Linked DNA regions of Gossypium arboreum: region 2 is linked to region 1. A link is a contact called in public Hi-C data. All regions are on one chromosome and are shown on one strand. Each heading gives the region's core, a stretch centred on a gene start, on an enhancer-like site or on the middle of the called end of the contact. The rest is flanking DNA. Distances are from core to core; before and after follow the strand shown. Region 1 overlaps LOC108471135 (embryogenesis-associated protein EMB8-like). Region 2 holds the start of LOC108472640 (a long non-coding RNA gene).

What was found. Hi-C and Micro-C count contacts between places; a contact is called where the count stands out from the background.
Region 2: a Hi-C map of leaf shows a contact between it and region 1, with 2.5 times the contacts expected there. The contact joins two enhancer-like sites. A contact is called at or near these places in 2 of 5 Hi-C or Micro-C datasets (both in leaf).

Annotation. Positions count from the first base shown.
Region 1 is chr1:30,737,813-30,743,557 of ASM2569848v2, reverse strand. LOC108471135 (embryogenesis-associated protein EMB8-like) reads right to left here. Exons shown (of 8, transcript XM_017772727.2): 8 at 4,967-5,403. The coding sequence ends at 5,188. Among protein-coding and RNA genes, the nearest start is that of LOC108471135, 6.1 kb to the right of the region's middle. Within about 2 kb of position 3,492, at least 1 of the 2 cell types and tissues checked has an H3K27ac peak or open chromatin away from gene starts, as enhancers often do. A contact at or near this core is called in leaf, where this site is marked.
Region 2 is chr1:30,932,381-30,937,843 of ASM2569848v2, reverse strand. It overlaps LOC108472640 (a long non-coding RNA gene), which reads right to left and starts at 5,423. Exons shown (of 2, transcript XR_001869576.2): 1 at 4,629-5,423; 2 at 3,652-3,931. Within about 2 kb of position 2,318, at least 1 of the 2 cell types and tissues checked has an H3K27ac peak or open chromatin away from gene starts, as enhancers often do. A contact at or near this core is called in leaf, where this site is marked.

The sequences.
Region 1 (5,745 bases), core at 2,243-4,742:
TGATGGCTTCTACCGATACGAGTTGAAACCACCAGAGTTCTACTGATACCTTGAGGACTTGTATCAAAACAAGTCAAGATAGTAGCCAAAGTTCAACATCCCCTACACTTCTATCGATACTCTGATTGGTTCTACCAATACTGAATGAAACTTTCAGAGTTTTACTGATACAAGGGAACTTATACTGATAAAATGAGCCCAACGGTCATATTTTGGAAAGCCTTCTACCAATACAAGATTCCTTCTACTGGTACAACGAAGCTACATACTGCATTTAATACTATTTTTTATGGCTACAACGACTCTAATTTGTTTCTAATGACTGCAAACGTCCATAAGGTTGATAGAGGACTTAAATACAGGGTCAAGGCTCCCCATTGAAGTCAACAAAAGATAAGAAACAAGTGCCTAACTTAACAAGAACTCAATTTGTCAATCTTTTTCAATTTTTTACTAAATATTTCTTGTACACACTTGTGGATTAAATTTTCTATATTCTTTCAAGTGTAACTTTGTGTGAGAGTGCTTAATTTTTTATTATCTACCTTTTAGAGGTATCATCTTATTCATCATATTTTTCTCTCATTTATGAGGTGTTACTTAAGGTTTTGAGTAGAAAACCTTAAGGGGAGGTGGTTCTATCTTACCTTTGAAAAGATAGGGATTTGTAAGGTTAAACATTGTTTTTAAAGGTTCAAATCTAGTGGATTTGGAAAATCCTTAGTTGAGGAAAGATAAGATAGTGGATGTAGGCAATTGAGGCCGAACCACTATAATTTCTTAAGTCGTTTGATTTTTGTCATTTCTCAAAAACCTTTTAAAACACCAATTCATCCCTTCTTGGTGTATTTCAATCTCAACATCAAGGAAAAGAAATTAAGATAATAAACATGTAATCATAATTAATTACGAACTAAATGAATGATAAATTAGCATTGAAATATATATTTTAATATAGATAAATGGTTATGTTGTATACATTCTAAATTATATATTAATTAGTTTGTATTCACATGCGATGCTTGTGTATATTAAATTTATAATATTTTTATGATAGTATTTTTTTAAAATTAATGAATTTCTTCAAAAATTATTAATAAATTGAAAAGGTGATGTAATTACAAAATATTTTTAAAATATATAATTAATTTAGATTTAATTTTAAAAATATTTAATATTAAAATTATACAAAAATTCATCATGATTTGAATATTAATATTAATATATTATAATTTAAATAATATTATTAATTATTTATTACATGTTATTTATTTATATATTATAAAATTAATTTGTTTTAATGCATAATTTGTTAATATTCAATTTTTTGTAATTTTCTATTTATATTTGCTCTACTTTAATCAATCAATGTAATTAAATTTTATTATATTTAAAAATATAATTTTAATTTGATAAATATTATTAATATGTGTCTTTTTAGAAAAAAAACTATATTTTAAACTCAACAATTTAATATTCATTAATTTTAATATTATAACATTAATGTTTCATTTGATTACTAATGTAATAACATGAGGAAAATACTTATTTACTACATACGTATTACAATAGTTAGATACAAAATAAAGAATAGTTAGTATAATTTTAAACATGAAATTAGGAAAAATGAGTAAAAACTCTTTGTAAAAAATAAGACCTATTCAAAATAAGCAAAAAGTTTCCTGTCTTTGCTAAAAATAAGTTATGGAATGGCTAAATATTATCAATTAAATTAGCTTATTGTTCAGTCATATATTAAAACATGCATAAAAATAATACACCTACTAAATGTAGCATTAAAAGTTAATTCAATTAAGTAAAATATCAAATAAAGAGATAGTTTTTAAAACCAACTTTATATTTAACATGTAAAAAATTATAAAAAAATAGAAGGCATTGAATAACTTAAAAAAATAAAAGAAGAGTAAATGAGTAATTTATCTAAATTATAAATAAATACTTCAAATAAAAATGTTTATGTAAAAAAATAGTAATATAAACATGATTATTTATTATTATTATTATTATTATTATTTTGTAATTTTATATTGCGATGGTATATATATATATATATATATAGAAAGGATTATATGAAATTAAGATGTCACATCATCTGTATCACTTTTAATATTTTAATGCGATGTTAACTTTTTCTCTTAAGTGTCAACATTTTCAGTTAGATTTGATTTTTTTCCAAGAGAAAATATTAGAATTTAGTAAAAAAATTAAAATAACATTAAACATTTAAAAGAAATACAAATGATGTAGCATTCCAATTTTATAATCCTAAAGTGAAAGAAACAATGCGCTGTAATAATTATATAACTAATTAACCGCCTATTATTAAATCAATACAAGAGATACTTTTGCACCATAATAGCTTAGTTGGGTATAAGTCGAAGATTAAAGATTTAGTTTTAATAGTTTAATAGCAGTAAACTTGTTATAAGTAGTTTTGCAGCTGCTCATGGATTGAAAGACAATAATGGTACTTTTGTGTATTGCCCGACATTGATTGTGATATTCATTGTTCTCAAACACCCCAAGTGAAGTCTCCTCCACCCTTCAAACATCCCTGCTTAAAAATAGCTTTAAACGTATGTATGTGTGTTCAGTTTTTGTTCAACCAATGTCTCCATTTCCCTAATTATTTTTTAAAAAAAAGTGATATCTAACTCATTCAAAAACAAAAAGATACATATGTTGAGGGAAAAAAGGAAAGCAAAATTGAGATCTAGGATGTTTATGGTGAAAGTGGAGAGGTAGAGGAGAAAATGAAAAAGAAGAACAATATCCTTCCATAAAATTAGAGAGGGGTGTTTATAAGTGAGACTGGTTTTCTTTTAATCAAGAGTTTTGATATATGCACAACACAAATCTCATCTTAAGAGACGCAATAGCCTTTTAGGTGGGCGATGATGGGATGGAGATGGATTAGATGAGATCCTATGTATGAGATATGCAAGGGAAGATTCAACACCTGTTAGGGCGAAGTTAAGAAATTTATTTAGGAAGATCAATATAAATTTACAAAATTTTGGGAGCTAATGTTAAAATATTATGTTAAAAATACTTGAAATAAATTATTTATTTTTTAGAGGGGTGAAAAATATCAAAATTTCCATTTAACTAAAGGCTTAAAATGCTTAAATTGAATGTTTTACTTTTGGAAAGCCAAAAATAAGAATTTTAACATTTGGTCTAGGGGGTCAAGGCCCTTTCGTGCCTCTGACTACACATTGCTTGGCAAAGTAGTTTAAAAGAGTTCTAGGTGTGTTCACAAAACCTAATCTTGTTGAACTGTTGCTTTAACGAAAGTGAAATGTTGGAGATTAGTATATAATGAGATTGTGATGGTGAAGCCTAAATAGGGGAGGTACTACAATGCAATTCTTAGGTAAGGGAGATGTTCATAGTGACACATGCAAGTGTCTGAGGTTGGGCCACACCCAAATTCATGAAAATCTTTGATCGATTCCTTGTTATCGTGTCTTCAATCATTTTGGTGCAATATCTGACACTATATTTTTGCCCATTTTAGGGCTAAGTAATGCTTTGCTTATATGGCTCATAATTTGCCGTCTTTATGAACACGAACGTTTTGTCCTTCTAAACAAGCCCCACCAATGTTCTCCTTGTCCTAGAGAATTATAGTTTGAATTTATCATGACATAAAATATTATTCAATTATATAGCTTTTTACAATTTCTATATAATTATACAATTTTATAAAATATTATTCAATTATATAAATTATTGTAACATTTGTAATGTTTTGTGCATTATACAATTTATACAAAATTTTATATTTTGTGATGTTTTGTATAACACTAATCACAAAAATAATAATAATAATAATAATCCAATTAATTAAATTATTACAGTTTTTATAATGTTTTGTTAAGGTATCTAATTTTACAAAATTATTACAACTTTTATACAAATTATTATATTTTTAATTACACAAAACATTATTCAATTACACAAATCTCTTAATAGTTTGTGTAAATTTAAGGATAATATAATTTTGATCCTGAACTTGGGAATTAGGTCCACTTTTGTTGAATTTTTTTTTATTCACTTCAGTACTTAAATTTGACAAATAAATTTATTTTGGTCCCTAAACTTGAAAAATATAAGAGTTTGATAATGTGGCGCTCCAAGATTGTACCACATCATCACTTGAAAATTAAAAAATTTATATAAATTTTCTGGCAATGACATGGTACAATATTAGATTGTCACATACAGTATTCTAATAATTAAGTCAGTGGTTGAACTGGTCAAACCACTAGTTCCCGATCCAATTGGTTTGATCAATTTAATTTCTAGACCAACAACAATTAATAATTAATAATTAATTAAAAATTTGTAAGAATAAAAGAAAAGTATTACACTATTTCAACCTATTCAATTACTGATTTTTATCCCAATTTTTTTAATATTTTTTTTATCAATTTTGAGTAGTTTCTAGTTCAATTGGTTCAACCCATTTATTTGGACTAGTACACTGATCAATTCTAGACCCAATTGGTCAAATAGACCGATCCAATCATGTTTCAAGAATATTGGTCACATCATCAACTCTTGACAAAATACAAATTCAGGAACCAAAATGAATCTAATTGCTAAATTTAGGTACCAAAGTGAACAAAGAAAACATATAGGTACTAAAATGGAATTAATTACCAAGTTCAAAATCCAAAAATTATATTATAACTAAAACTATTTCTTAAAAAAAAAAATTACAACTTTTGCAATTTTATGTGCAACATTGAAGGTCATGAAAAGCTCATTTTAATACTTTTAATTTTACCCTCATCCCTGATTGATTCATGATGGCCCCTTTAGTTTTTTTTTTTTTTTTTGCCAAAGATGGCCCCTTTAGTTTAGGCAAGCTAGTTTTACCTAGAACTTAAGTAGAGTCAACTCACCTAGTTGACTCATTCCAAAAGGATGATCTGTGTGTACTGAAGTTAACTTCATTGTTTATTGATCTCCAAAAAAATTACATTGTACAAATCAACCTTCATCACCATGTCTGTATACAAGTTCCTCTGGATACAACAGTGTAGTATGAAAATAAAGAATCGGGAATACTACATTGAGCTTATTGTTACAATCAAATTGATTATACCACAAATAATATGGCCAGCCGAGAATGGGTGATTCGTAATAGTTTGCCTGCTACACTTCTATACGATGCAACTCCCCCGAACTACGCTGCACAGCTTCCGAGTCAGCCGAAAATTTGCCAGTTTTGGATGCACCTCGTTCCAAATACTCGAGAAAGTCCATCACCACAGGATCAGTCCAAGGAGCTCCCAATGGAGCCTCGGCACCCGCAACCCACCCTAAATGGCCACCTTTGGGTGTCACTATCAACATGCAATTTAGATTTTCCTGAGCAAGCATGATCTTTCATTAGAAACAGCACTTTAAAACAAAGAGGATATGTAAATTGATCTTCACAAACTGGACTGTAAGAAATTTGAAAAGAATGACAATACAGAGCAACAACCAAGATAGAAATCATTCAGAAGGAGCTATACAAATTAACATTTTTCTGTATCCTGACACTCTTGATGGCAGAGCCACCAACATGATAGTTGAAGCCATAAAGTAGTCCCACCACCTACTATGCATAGCCTCTCTTATGATTTATTATAGGAGTTTTTGATAAGTCAAATTCGCCAGATCATTAGTTAAGAACAAACACACTGACTTCTAGTAATTATACAATGA
Region 2 (5,463 bases), core at 1,069-3,568, 200 kb before region 1:
TAAATGTTATAATTTTAGGATGTATAGTGAAATTAACTCATAAATAGATAAGGAAGGAATTGGGCTTCAATCTAATTGGATCTAAGGGTTGAATTGTATTTTATTTAATGGGCTAATCCAAGTTTAAAATTGGGCTGAACCAAACTTCTTGAAAACATATATGTTAGCATACAAACACAATACTCCAAAGCCTATACATATTGCACACAGAAGAATGGGATTCCATTACATTACACCAACATAATCAATTATTTGGCTTTGTTTTCAGCCTTTCGTTTAATTTTTTATTTTTTATTTTTTAATCCTTAAATTTGTATTTTTTTGTTAAATTATCTCAAAATTGATGGAAAAATTAACCTTTGTTAACATGACATACATGTGGCCTGCCACTTGAATGACATGTAAGCATTTAATTAATTTTTAAAATTTAAAAATATATATTTTTATACTTTTTAAATAATTTTAATAATTTTAATCTTTTTAAAATAATTCTTATATATTTTTAAATTTTTAAAATTTTAAAAATTAATTAAATCTTGACATGTCCTCCACATGAAAATCTATGTGTATGCCATGTCAAGAAAGTTAAAACATTGACTTTTCTATCTATTTTAGAGTGATTTGGAATAAAAATAAATTCAATGTCTAAAAAAAATAAAAAATTAAGTAAAAGACTAAAATAATATATATTTTTTTTAATTGGAAGGAAAAAAATTATTATGCAAAAAAGAAAAGAAAAGAACAGCAATTTGATCAAGGTTGCACCACATTGCATGGCTTGAAATTAGATTCTTTGGTTTTGCTTTGGAAATGCAAAAAGATATGTAGAGCATATGCCAGGGGAGTCACATAAGCTGACAATGATGCATGTACTAGATTTGTAGCTAGATTATGGAATAGAATGCTAAGGTTTTTTTATTAAAAAACTTAAAAATTTTAATTAATTATTAAAATGATCTATTTTTTTAATTAAATATGTAAATGACCTGAAATTTACAATAAAAATTAGTGGAGTCAAATTATTTGGCTCCACCAAAATGCCAAAAAAATTAATTTTTTTGGTAGAGCCATTTAGAATTGCGCCACACAGCCACCTTGTTATTTTTTTTACATTATTTTTTTATTACTTTTTTACTTTTGTCATTTTCTTTTACTTTTTTAAGTTTTGTCTTTATTTTTTATTATTAATTTTAAAAATTTGAAATGTATATTTGAAATATTTTAGAATATATATTTTAAAATTTTAAATATATATATTTGAAATTATTTTCTAAATTTTAAATATTATTTTTAATAATATAAAACATTTAAATTTTTAAAGATATGACCTTTCAAATTTATTATTAGTTTTATAATATTTTAAATGTATATTTTAATTTGTTTTATAATTTTTTAATTATGATTTTTAAATTATTTTTAAACATATTGAAACCTTTTTAAAAAAATGTTTGAATATCTTTAAAATTAATTTTAAAATTAATAATTTATAAAAATTTTATATTTAAAATTTCAAAAATATTTAAAATATATATTTAAAAATTATAAAATAAATTAAAAAAGTATAAAACAAATTAAAATTTACATTTAAAATATTATAAAACTAATAATAAATTTGAAAGGACATATCTTTAAATTATTTAAATGTTTTATATTATTAAAAATATATTTAATATTTAAAATAATTTTTAAAATTTTAAAAATAAATTAAAAATAATTTTAAAATTTAGAAAAAATTTCAAATATATATATTTAAAATTTAAAATATATATATTATAAAATATTTCAAATATTCATTTCAAGTTTTTAAAATTAATAATAATTAAAATAAATAAATAAAGATAAAGACAAAACTTAAAAAAAAAGTAAAAAAAAAAAAACAAAGTGAGGTTTGTAACAGGGTGGCTGTCATGCTGGTGGCACCAAATTAATTGGCTCTACCAAAAAATGATAATTTTTTTTAAAGTCGCCCATATTTTCAAAAAATTGTAGTATTTATCTGGTATTTATATAAGTGGTGCCATTCTACATGGCTCTACTAAAAAAATAATTTTTTTTATAGAAGTTGACGTGGTATGTTGGTGGCGCTAAATCATTTGGCTTCACCAATTTTTATTGCAGATTTCAAGTTATTTTTGTGTTTAATAAAAAAAAGGTCATTTTAATAATTAATTAAATTTTTTAGATTATTTTAATAAAAAAGCCCCAAAAAATGACAAACTTTGGGCTTAAATTCATACAGCTGACTGTAACATGACACAATGGGTAGTCCATATATGATTAATTACGCTCAGTTAAAAAGGGTAACCCATGGCGTCAATGCTGATGCCGACTTAACTGCATAATAGCAAACATGAGAGAGAGAGAGAGAGAGAGAGAGAGAGAGAGAGAGAGAGAGAGAGAGAGAGTCAGACAACTAAAGGCATTTCAGTGCTGCATTTGCCTCAGCTTCAGTCCTTGTTGACAGACTTAGAGGATAGGGTTGAAAAATAAAATAAAACCTATTCCAATAGTAGTATTTGTTTGAGTTTCAGTTTGGGTTTATTAATTTTAGTTTGGTTTGTCTTTTATGCAAGATTTCATATTTTATTTTTCCCAGAACTTGTCCAAACCTAAGCGTTATAACCCTTACTTCAACATGCACAATACAATAAGCAATCAGCTAACTTGCATATACATATAGAGACCCATAACCCTGTTGATGACGCTTGTCTTTCATTCACCTTTTCAAATCACCTGTTTTCTTTCTCTATTTGGATTTCTGTGTACTCCCTGTTCCCCCTGCCTCCCTTACCTACAATTCTACATAACAACACCATCTAAAACAAACTACGTTAATTAACATCATCACACTACTCATATTCCAAATTATCTCTCTATTTTACGGCCTTACCTCGATTGGTATCGTAAAAAGACGTAAGCTTAATTATGCTTAATCCTATGTTATCTTGAGAAATGATTATAGATCGAAGTAGCCTTTTTTTTTTCCTTTTGCCACTGATTTTCCTTTCTTTTCTGCATTGTTTCTTTTATCAGTCCTCTGAATCAATGCTATGTATTTAAGATGAAACACGTGAAATCCCCATGGTTCTATGTGTTGGGCGTATTGATTTTACACTGCTCAACTATTACTATGAACAAAAGAAATTGTAAATTACGATTATTTGTGTTATACCATGATATTATTAAAATTGACTATCAAGCCAAACTTATTCTCAAACCATAAATTTCGAGGTCTCTTAACTTACCTTCGTTTACAAAACCCCAAAAATATTAATTAGACCCATCATTATTATTTGTGCTTTTAAACTGGATGCAGCTGATCATGTAAGAGACAAGACCACATGATTCAAGCAAAAAAATGAGATGTCCAATCCATCACATCATTCTTTCTTTATAGCAAAATCAGTCCCAAACTACAAAAAACAGTTTCTTATATAAATAATACTAATGCTAAGCTCTAAACCTCTCATAGTTATGCGAAGTGTTTCATTCATAAAATTAAGACCAAGTAAGTGGCATAGTTATTGGCAAGTGGATTTGATTCTCCTAGACTTCTCATTAACCACTAATCTTTTGATTCCTTTTAAAGTTTATTAATATTCTCTCATACCTCTCCTTTTCTTTAAGGAATATGAAGTGTAAAACATACTCTTAATCAAAAGCTGGTAAGCATCAAATGTTGCTTATAATTCTAAGAACCGTAGAATCTCCTTACAAATACTTCCAAGCCAGGGAGTGAATTCCATGTATTCAGCCTTGAAACTTGCAAAGGATACTACAGTTCTAAACCATTAACAGCATGTATAGTAAGTACCAAAGTTAACCAGAGATAAAAGCAAGCATAAAAACAAAACATAAATGGCGGAGATTACACAGCTCCAGCATCCTTATCATCCACCACCCACCACTTCTTGTTTTACCAACAAAAGACCTGAAACAGTTACAAAGAACACCTCGATTTAAGCATCCCCAGAGTTGAAAACTGGTTAAAAATTACTACTATAAGAGAGAATCTCAAGTAGCACATGTGTTTTAAGAGAAAACCCTAACCTGAAATCATGGTCTTTTAAGAAAAATGAAGGAAAAAAAATCAGGGTTTTAGATAAAAGACAGACAGGCAGACACAAGATTTTTGAAGCCATCATGAAAAATAAATCAGTTCAATGATGAACACTACACTGAATCCATAGAGAAAGGGGAAAAAAATAAGGAAGTGTAATGTGATAAGAGATTATGGTAACATACTATTCCTAGATGGAATACAATAATAGCAATAATGATAAAATAATTATTTTTTCTTTTACATTAGTTAATCATTTGAGTGAGAAAAACCCTAATGTAAGATATGGCCATGTAAAAGGGTAATCATAATCATAATCATATCATATTCATACCCTTTTCTTCTTCAGTCAGAAAAAAAAGAAGGGGGGGGGGGGGGAAGAGCAGTCAAAATCTTTCATCATTACACCAATCTGCTCATGCCCACACCCCCAACAACCTCGATTTCCAGGAACCCCATCAACAAGAAATCTTCAAAAATCAATAAAAAAATATACACTCATAAAATTACATGTGACATAGACGAGAGAAAACCAATAAAGAAAGGGAAACAAAAAGAAAAAACTTACCGAGAGAACATAATCAAAATTGGAAGCAAATAATTGGGGGGAATGAAGCCTGGTCCGACGTCATTAACCTATGATTAATGATTAAATCATCATCATCTCTCAAACTTTGATATATGAAAAAAAAATCCATAGATCTAGTTGATGGCCTCGAGCCAGACAACATTCCCCTCAAAAGAAATGGCTTCCTTTCAATCTTCTCATCTATTTCACCCAAAGAAGATTAACAATGGCATAGGTGAGTGATAGAATTGAAGTGAGGAACTAAAAGTTGATATATAGAGATCAAAAAGGGGAAAAAACAAGTTAAGAAAAAAAAGAAAAAAAGAGGAGAGATGGAGAGGTGAAAAGGACAAACAAAAGTAATAAAAAGTAGCAGAGTCCCCCAAGGTGAAGCCCTGGCCCTACATCTGGGTCTTGGGTTCCAGAAAAACATTAAAAAGTAGTAATTATGTTATTATTTAATTATGAATTCTTGTTCTCATGTTTACTGTGAGATAATAATCATGACCTAATCAAAACCCATCAGCTCCAGCTGTTATATTTAGGCATCTTAATCGCAACCAACTCTATGAAAAACATAACATTACTATTAAACACTCCTATAATAATTCCATTTCTCTCTTTTTTTTTTTTTTTTATCAATTTGATTCTCTCATCCATTCGTAAGTTTTCCTTCGCATTTAGTTTTGAATTGAACAGCCTTTTCTCTCTTTTTATGAATTTAATGAATAATTAAATTGATATTATTATAAATTTAATAACAGGACAAAATTCAAACAACAAATGCAAGTAGTGTAATTTAAACTTAAGCAACAATTAGGACGATAAATACTCT